3 separate regions of the Arachis hypogaea genome follow, and all the other regions are linked to region 3. Evidence: chromatin contacts called from public Hi-C data. All regions are on one chromosome and are shown on one strand. The core of a region is the stretch at or near the end of the contact, and the rest is flanking DNA. Distances in the headings are between cores, read along the strand shown.

Region 1 (2,700 bases), core at 160-2,659, 65 kb before region 3:
AGAACTATTAGAGAGGTTGGAGCATGGAGGGTAAAAAGATGGCAAAGGCAAAAGAGAAAAGAGAGATTTGGTGTCACAAATCAAAGAATGGAAGTAGATTCCCTGCAAAGAGGCGTTCAGTGAAGAAGATGATTTGGGATTCCATTGTTAAGGCCATCTTCAAATCCATCAATGGTAACAACTCAGTACACCCCTGCATCTAATTAAGAGCTTTCTCAATTCTCATAGTTGATGCTTACATCTCTTTCCATTCCATGTAATATAGTATACTCACAGAAGCTGCAAATGTTTGATTCATTGTGCTAATTTTCCTATGGTCCTTATTATTAGCATGTATTCTGATACAGAGTAGTTAGCCTATTATTATTTTAATTTCCAAATACCATCACTGCTTTCTATTCAAGATGAAAGCCAAGTTCACAACGCGTATAAACCTTAGCTTCTAAGGTTATTATCACACACCCAAAAAGACAAGAAAACCCTTCAACTTAGAAAAATGAGCATCCTCCTCCATTTTTCAACTTTTTCAAAACACAAACACCACTTTCTCCTCTCCTCTTGTTAGTTCCTCGTAGCTTATTATCAATTCAAGGGGGTAATGGCTGTATTTTGTAATTTGTGGGGAGCATTTGGTTAGAATATTGGCTATGTTCCTTTTTACATACTGTATATGTATTTCGAGTATACTATTTATGTTCTTATTGGACTACTATGTCGTGGAAGTTTCTTAAATTTACGAGTGTTCACTCCTTTATGACAATTCATCATCTTCTTCATTCGACACTATGATTATACTATATGATAGGTGGAACGATAAATATAAAACATGTCATACATAATTCAGTCCAAGATTTAGTTAAAAAATATCTTTAAAAATATTTTTTAGTTTTAATATTTTTAATAATGTGTGTTATATACATTTTTTTTGTAATATTTTTTCTAGTTAATGAATACTTTTTTAGCTGGATTTGAGAGGATATTCCGATCATTCCATAGGACAAAGTGACAAAGAGTAAAAACCAATTAACTTTTTATCAATAATAAGATGACGTCCAAGTAATTTATTTCTCCAGAACTTTACTAAGAAAGCGTGTGATGCCAAAGTTGAAAGCAAGGAATAGTGGCCTTTTTGAGTGTGAGATGGTGACAATAATATTTGGCATGTAGTCAGTTACTTTATTATTACATTCATAACGACAATGTGGATTTCAGTACCGCCTACAATAACCATCACTTCCATCTATCTTAATTGTCACAACGTAATATAGATATTACTAAATTAATTTCCCGTGTTATATCGTGAATGGGTCCACGTTGGAGATTATGAGAGCCAATGCATCTAATTATGCATAAAACGGAAGACAGTGAAAGAAGAAAGATTAAAGTGTAGCCTAATTTGAATAGTTGATAGATCTAATTATGTTGTTTACAAGTTTCCGCGTTAATATGGAAAAAGCAACGAATTCTGGGCCCAACTGTTAATGGATGTAACTTATCCCAAAATTAGTTCAAAAAATAAAAATGGTCTTATAGTTATAAAGACTATTAGACTTTTAATTTTAGATAATGTGATACATAATAAAAAAAATTACTATTCTAATTTAAGAATATAATGTAGCTATTGATTATTATTACCTGCTCACTAATAAAGCAATATAATAATTACAGAATGACGAGTAGCTCACTTCTTTGACTAAATAATCATATTCACAATGTCTCAAAAGAATTCAAATGTGATATACTAAATCTATAAATCACTTTGGTAGTGACTTACTTTTTGAGACTCTACAACTCCCTACCTTCCAAATTGTTATCAACAACTACCCAATACTTGATAGGATGGAATTGGGCAGAATAGATACCAATCTTTGTTCGTCATCTGGGGTTGGAGATTCAGGGGAGGGTTAAGAATATGGAGCAAGTTTTCTAGACATCTATCTCCATTTGAGCAATATAATAACGTATAACGTGTGCTGTTCTGATTGATTTGCAAACATTGATGACTTCTTCCAAGCAATCCGATTCCACCATATATATTCTCTTCACTCTTCATCATTCGCATTTTGCAGGGTAATGTCAAGAATGTAGGTAGAATTAATTGATCAAGAATGCTATCTAGTGTTTGCTTTTAAGAAAAGAGTTAAGTAAACTACTAAGATGATAGACAAAACGAACCCTAAAAGATATTAACGATAAATAAACTGTTAAAAAATTTTAAAATACGATAAAAAAATTAGATATTAAATATATATTCTAAAAAATAATTTTAGAGATCAAATTTTATTTGATACAAATTTTTGTAAATATTATTAAAAAAATAAAATCTCTTCATCTTTAAAATTTGTTAATTTCTTGCCAAGTGAATATTTTAAAAAAATTATTGTAAATGATTACATTTTTTGAAAAATAAAAAGAAAAATTTAGAGATTAAATTTTGTTCTGAATTTTTTGTGCCCATTTTAAATATTTAATCAAATGTTGTCACAAAAATTTAGATTTAATGGATAAACCGTTTGCTAAATATAAAATTTTTATTACTTACAAAAAAATATAACATTTGTTAGTTTTTTTGTTATATTTTCAAATCATTCAGTGATTGTTTTGTCGATAATATCTTTTAAAGAATTTTTTTATCAACAGTTAAATCTTTCAGACACTGAATTGATAATTAATCCATAAAAGAGTTTTATCTAAACTCAT
Region 2 (2,700 bases), core at 75-2,574, 120 kb after region 3:
TAATCAAATGGATCTAATATAATAAAACTCAGTTATAACTAGTATTAATTTAAATCTTATTCTTTAATTTAATTAGACTTGATTCATAAAAAGATTTAGATGTATAACATTAGTGTTTGTTTAGATGTTATTAAATTGATAAAAGAATATATTTTTTTAATAAAAAAGATTTTTTTTATTTTTTAACGTATTTGATAAATTTTTAATAATAAACGTAAAAACACACAAAAAAATATCTTTTTAAAAAATTATAATTTACATTTTTTTAAAGATTTAAAAAAAAGCTATTTTTCATGTAATAAATAAATAAATAAGGACTTTTGTATAGTTATACCCAAATATAATTGATAAATAAAAAGATATTTTTGCATGAGATATTCAAACATAAAATTATTTTTACTCTTTTATAAGATCTTTTAAAAAAATAACTTAAAAAAATTCTTAAAAAATTATCCAAACAAACCCTTTACTCTTAGATATTTGCCTATTTTTTAAAAAAATATTATATATACATTAAAATTAAAAAAACTTTTGGAGCCAATAATTTTAGTATTTTTTTATTATTATTATTTGGCCAATACAAACACTAAATTATCTTCAACAAATAAATTTTACTAATATATATATTTTAAAAAATATAGATGTAAACTGTATTTATTCATATGTGCAAAATTTTGATAAATATAAATACAAATTATATACTTTTTGTGTACAATATAAATTATTGTTAGTCAAGTATTAATAAAAAATAATAATATTTACTTATTATATATGTAGTATTATTTTTAAAATTAATAGTCAAAATCAATTACTACAAATTTTTATGTATAAATATATTTTTAAAATAAATTTTTAAATAAATTTTGATGATTCCCTTTGAAGGTCAATAACCATAAATATTTTTTTTAAAAATATTATTTATACATTAAAATTAACTATTAAAATCAGTTACTATTAAAATCAGTTACTAATGTATTTATGTATAAATATATGTATAATTTAATTTATTTTTAATATTTATTTATATTCTAACATATATTTTATATTAGGCTGATTTTAGTGTTTTAGTGTAACTTAATATATTGGATATTTTCTACATACTACATATAATACATTCACAACATGGTAGTTAACATATCATCTGCAGCGATATGATTGGATATATAGAATTCTTGTATGAAAATTCCCACCCTCCTATTTTGACCGGCAATGGCCACAAATTAAAGAAACGTAGCGCCCTTTGTATCCATCTTTCTCTGCATATATATTACATGCTTGCATGATACACCTGGAAAAATCAAAGTGATCATCATCGTCATCATCATGGGTTCACAGCTACATCTGCTGCATATTGTTCTTGTTCTTGTTTGGATTCTTTGTGGTGCAGCAGATGCAGTAACTCAACCAAACTCAAATTGCACAAAACGCTGTGGCTCCGTCGAAATTCCGTTCCCATTTGGCACCGACGAGAGCTGTTCCCTCGACACCTCCTTCCTCATCTCTTGCAACCACACTTCAACCCCATACTTGCCTCACAACAACGCAACCGTGCTGAGCATCTCGCTCGACGACGGCGAAATGCGCGTTTCAGCAGCAGTAGCTAGAGGCTGCTACGACGTCAACGGCACGCGAATCAACGAAACCAGTTACGATAAGATCTTCAACTTGACACACTTCGGCTTCTCATAGAGTAAAAACAAGCTCACAGCCGTTGGTTGCAACACAATTGGAGAAATAGTAGAGTATAATGTTATAGAGAGAAGAAACTATGCCACTGGGTGCTTTTCAGTGTGCCTCAGTGTTAATGAAACAACTAGCGGGATCTGCACCGGCGCCGGTTGTTGCCAGAGCCCAATACCGGCGAATGGCCTATCGGATATTGGTATTGGATCTTATAGTAGTGGTGCTGACAGCTACAACGCCATTTTTTCCTCCATCAACTCCTGCGGCTATGCGTTTGTGGCGGAGGATGGAGCCTACAATTTCTCCTCCGCAGACCTTGTCAACTTCCGCCACCAAAGGTATATGCAAATATAATAAAATAAAGAAAAATATAGGGTACTAATATATTATTTATCAATTTATTGTGAATAATAATTAATTATTATATTTTAAATATATGTATAAAGAGATACATTTAAAAAATACATTTATAAAAATATTTCTATTAGATACAATTATAAAAAAAATATTTTTATTAAATATATCTACAAAGACATTTCTATTAAATATAGTTATAAACAAGAGTTGACAAAAATAAACAAAAATACTGTTAGTAACGCAACAGAATTGAATTTTAACTCTTAACCAAAATTATCATTGACTTTAAATTTCATGACTAACTAAAATAATCCTTGACTTTTAAAAATAATTAAATTGGTCGACCAATTTATAAATTAAGAATTTCTCTCTATCTTAATTCAATTGTCATTAACATACAATACTAACATAGAATGCTAGCATGACAATTTTTATTAGTAAGATGATATATTTAAGATCTTGATATTATGATAAAATAAGTGTTTTAAATTAGTTAATTAGATTCATTTTAGTTAATTAATTTCATTTTGAACTCCGCCAAAAAACTAACATCTAACCAACCAACTTATCATCAATTGATAATTTTAATTTTTAAAATGGTCATTAATTAATGATTATTCAATTTTTTTTAAAAAATATTTTTTTTATTTTTTAATTAAA
Region 3 (2,761 bases), core at 259-2,758:
CTTTATTAATTACTACTGTATATAACTATGAAGCTCGCAAATTTTCTTGATTTGCTGTGTCCGCATGTGGGATATATTTTGGACATGATATTTATTTGATAAGCATATTTTTTTTATTCAATTATGTCTTAATAAAAAATAAAAATTTTTTTAGCACATAAATATCATTACATGTCAGTATGTCCAATCTTATTTTTAACGTATATTTTTAAAATAAGTTTAGAAATAATATTATTAAAATAAAATATTTTAAATACTTTATATAATTAAAAAAATATTAAAAATAATTTAAAAATTAATTTATATTTTAATATCAATAAAATACTAAAATAGCATTATAATTTATCTAAATAATATTTTATGTTTTATATACTGTATTTCATATCTTATATGAATTTTAAATTTATGTATCCACATATTTTGTATCCATATAAGGTTAAAGTTTTGATTACTGTATCTTCTTTCAATGGTATTCATAATAGTTTTGGAGCAAAACAATGAACTAAATTTAATTTAATGCCAAGGTAACAAACACGGTCTAATTAATGAAGCCAAGCACAGAATGCCATGGAACATAACAAATAAAGCTGTTACTTAGCACACAGAGCAAGCAATTCTGTTCTGGGAATAAAACTGATTTAACATATTCAGTTATTTCCATAACATGCAATGCAAGCTATTAAGATCTTTTAACTAACTCATAGTATATAAGCTGCATAAGTAACACTGAGAAACTAAGATAGATTTAGATTTCACAAATTACAATTAATATTCTTCAAGTTTTCATCTCTTATTTTCTCTCCTCAGTTTCTACTTCTTCCTTTCTTACATCAAGAACTTACTCTTGGTACTTGAAAATTGATAGGGTAACTTCTCATTATTTATATAACCAATCAGACTTAATGTAAAAAATACAGAGGGTTTAGATTTTTTTGGGTCTTATACTATATATACACACTTACACTAGAAAGAGTTTTATTTATATTCCATTTGAAGTCTCATGCAGCTTGTAATAGGTCTAACCGAATAGCAACTTACTACATACCGGTGTCATCATAAATCAAAAGAAATCTCTCTACATAACACGTTAAGAATACGATCCGTAAAACAATTACACATTAAATTAAATTAAATTAAATTAAAGTTTCAGATATCCACAAATCGTATAAATTAATTGCTCTGGAACATTTTCTAAAATAGATGGTAAATCACCTTATTTGATCAACAATAGTGAGCTCTAACTAATATCTTAACAATTCGAGTAATCCAACAATAGAAATGAAGTAAATGGTTGGGAGTAAAGTCTGTAGAGGCTTTTTTTTCTGGTCAAGTCTGTAGAGTTTATGGCAATAAATAGTTTTAAAAAGATATAGAAACACAATTAACAGTTAGTTACAAAAATCTATATTTTATCCTTATTTATTTTTGGTCAGGATCCGTAAACAATTAATTGGGTCATCAAGTATGCCCAAGAACAAGACATAAGAGAGGACAATTTATATATCCAATGTTTCTTGGATGAGATTTGCTGCGTTGGTGGGCTGAAAAAGAAATCATGAATAAATGATGTTAGTTGGTCCAAAACAGCAAAACCACAAACAAAGAGTACCTTCCTAATCAATTTAAGTTAGTCAACTAGTCAGCTCATTCCTCTGTTTAAACAACTGTCAGCTGTTTGAATTCCGCTTATGATGAATACAGTAACTACTTGACCAGACTCATATGGAGATTAAAAAAAAAAAAAAAATCTCTCCCTCCCTCCCTCAAAAGCTCAAAAGTAAAAGCAAAAGTGAAAGAGCGATGATAACAAGCACCACCAGGAGCATAACCGTTATGCAACGGAACCCATCCAGTCCCCCCCGGCAACCAAATTCAAACGCAAAAAGTAAAGTAAATGAAGATATTGATTTTTTCAAACTAGCCTATGCTATACTATATACTAAACTAACTTCTTCTCCTCTACCTTGTTCAATTCTTCTTCTCAAATTAACTATGGGTTCTTGCATTAGCAAATGCAAACCCCAACACACCAAGAATGTTGTTCAAGACAAGCTTGTCATCTCCCAAGCTTCACCACCACCCATTATTCTTCTTCCTCCAAAATATAAAATCTCTCCTTCACCACCTTCTCCTACTTCCTCCTTCACATGCACCGCCGCCACCACTACCACCACCACCACCATCTCCTCTTCTTCCTCCTCCTCCTCCTTGTCAAGTGCTTCTTCCTTCACCTCCAAGGACAGATCATTCTCCAACGAATTCCTTTTGTCTTGCTACAAGGACAACCCACAAATCTCACGCATCAACTCCCTCACCCATCATCACGCTATTACTTCTCCTTCCTTCTCTAACAACCAAAAAACTCATAACAAGGTTCTTGCTTCCTCCTCTACTCACAAGAGACTGCGCTCAAACTCACCAACAAATCTAACGAGGCAGAAGAGTTTCAGAAAAGATTCATCACCATCTCCAAGCACAAGGTTCATCAATACTAATGGAGGTGATTACTACAAATATTCTGCAAATTCTTCCTCCATGGACACTAGTACTGTTTCGAAGCGAATGAATGGTAGCCCTAAGGTTAGTTCAGTTCAGTCTTGTTCTCGTTGTTGTGCTTCTTCGAGGAATAATAACAAAGCAGGTGCGAGTCCAAACAACAACTTAGGGAGGCTTCAATGTTCTTCTGGGTTGAGGCATAGAGCAATGACTCGAACGCTTAGAGTTGGATCCAAGATTGATGAAAATGTGGTCAAACAAGTGG

The links. A called contact is a pair of places that touch in the nucleus more often than the background predicts.
Region 1: a Hi-C map of an unstated tissue shows a contact between it and region 3, with 6 times the contacts expected there. The contact joins two enhancer-like sites. A contact is called at or near these places in 4 of 8 Hi-C or Micro-C datasets (leaf and an unstated tissue).
Region 2: a contact with region 3 is called in a Hi-C map of leaf, with 2.0 times the contacts expected there. The contact joins the promoter of LOC112763863 here to the enhancer-like site in region 3. A contact is called at or near these places in 2 of 8 Hi-C or Micro-C datasets (leaf and an unstated tissue).

Annotation. Positions count from the first base shown.
Region 1 is chr17:125,148,595-125,151,294 of arahy.Tifrunner.gnm2.J5K5, reverse strand. No RefSeq gene overlaps it. Among protein-coding and RNA genes, the nearest start is that of LOC112766811, 22 kb to the right of the region's middle. Within about 2 kb of position 1,409, at least 2 of the 3 cell types and tissues checked have open chromatin away from gene starts, as enhancers often do.
Region 2 is chr17:124,965,589-124,968,288 of arahy.Tifrunner.gnm2.J5K5, reverse strand. LOC112763863 (wall-associated receptor kinase 1-like) reads left to right here and starts at 1,324. Exons shown (of 5, transcript XM_072222030.1): 1 at 1,324-1,596; 2 at 1,690-2,021. The coding sequence starts at 1,324.
Region 3 is chr17:125,084,093-125,086,853 of arahy.Tifrunner.gnm2.J5K5, reverse strand. No RefSeq gene overlaps it. Among protein-coding and RNA genes, the nearest start is that of LOC112765342, 13 kb to the left of the region's middle. Within about 2 kb of position 1,508, at least 3 of the 3 cell types and tissues checked have open chromatin away from gene starts, as enhancers often do.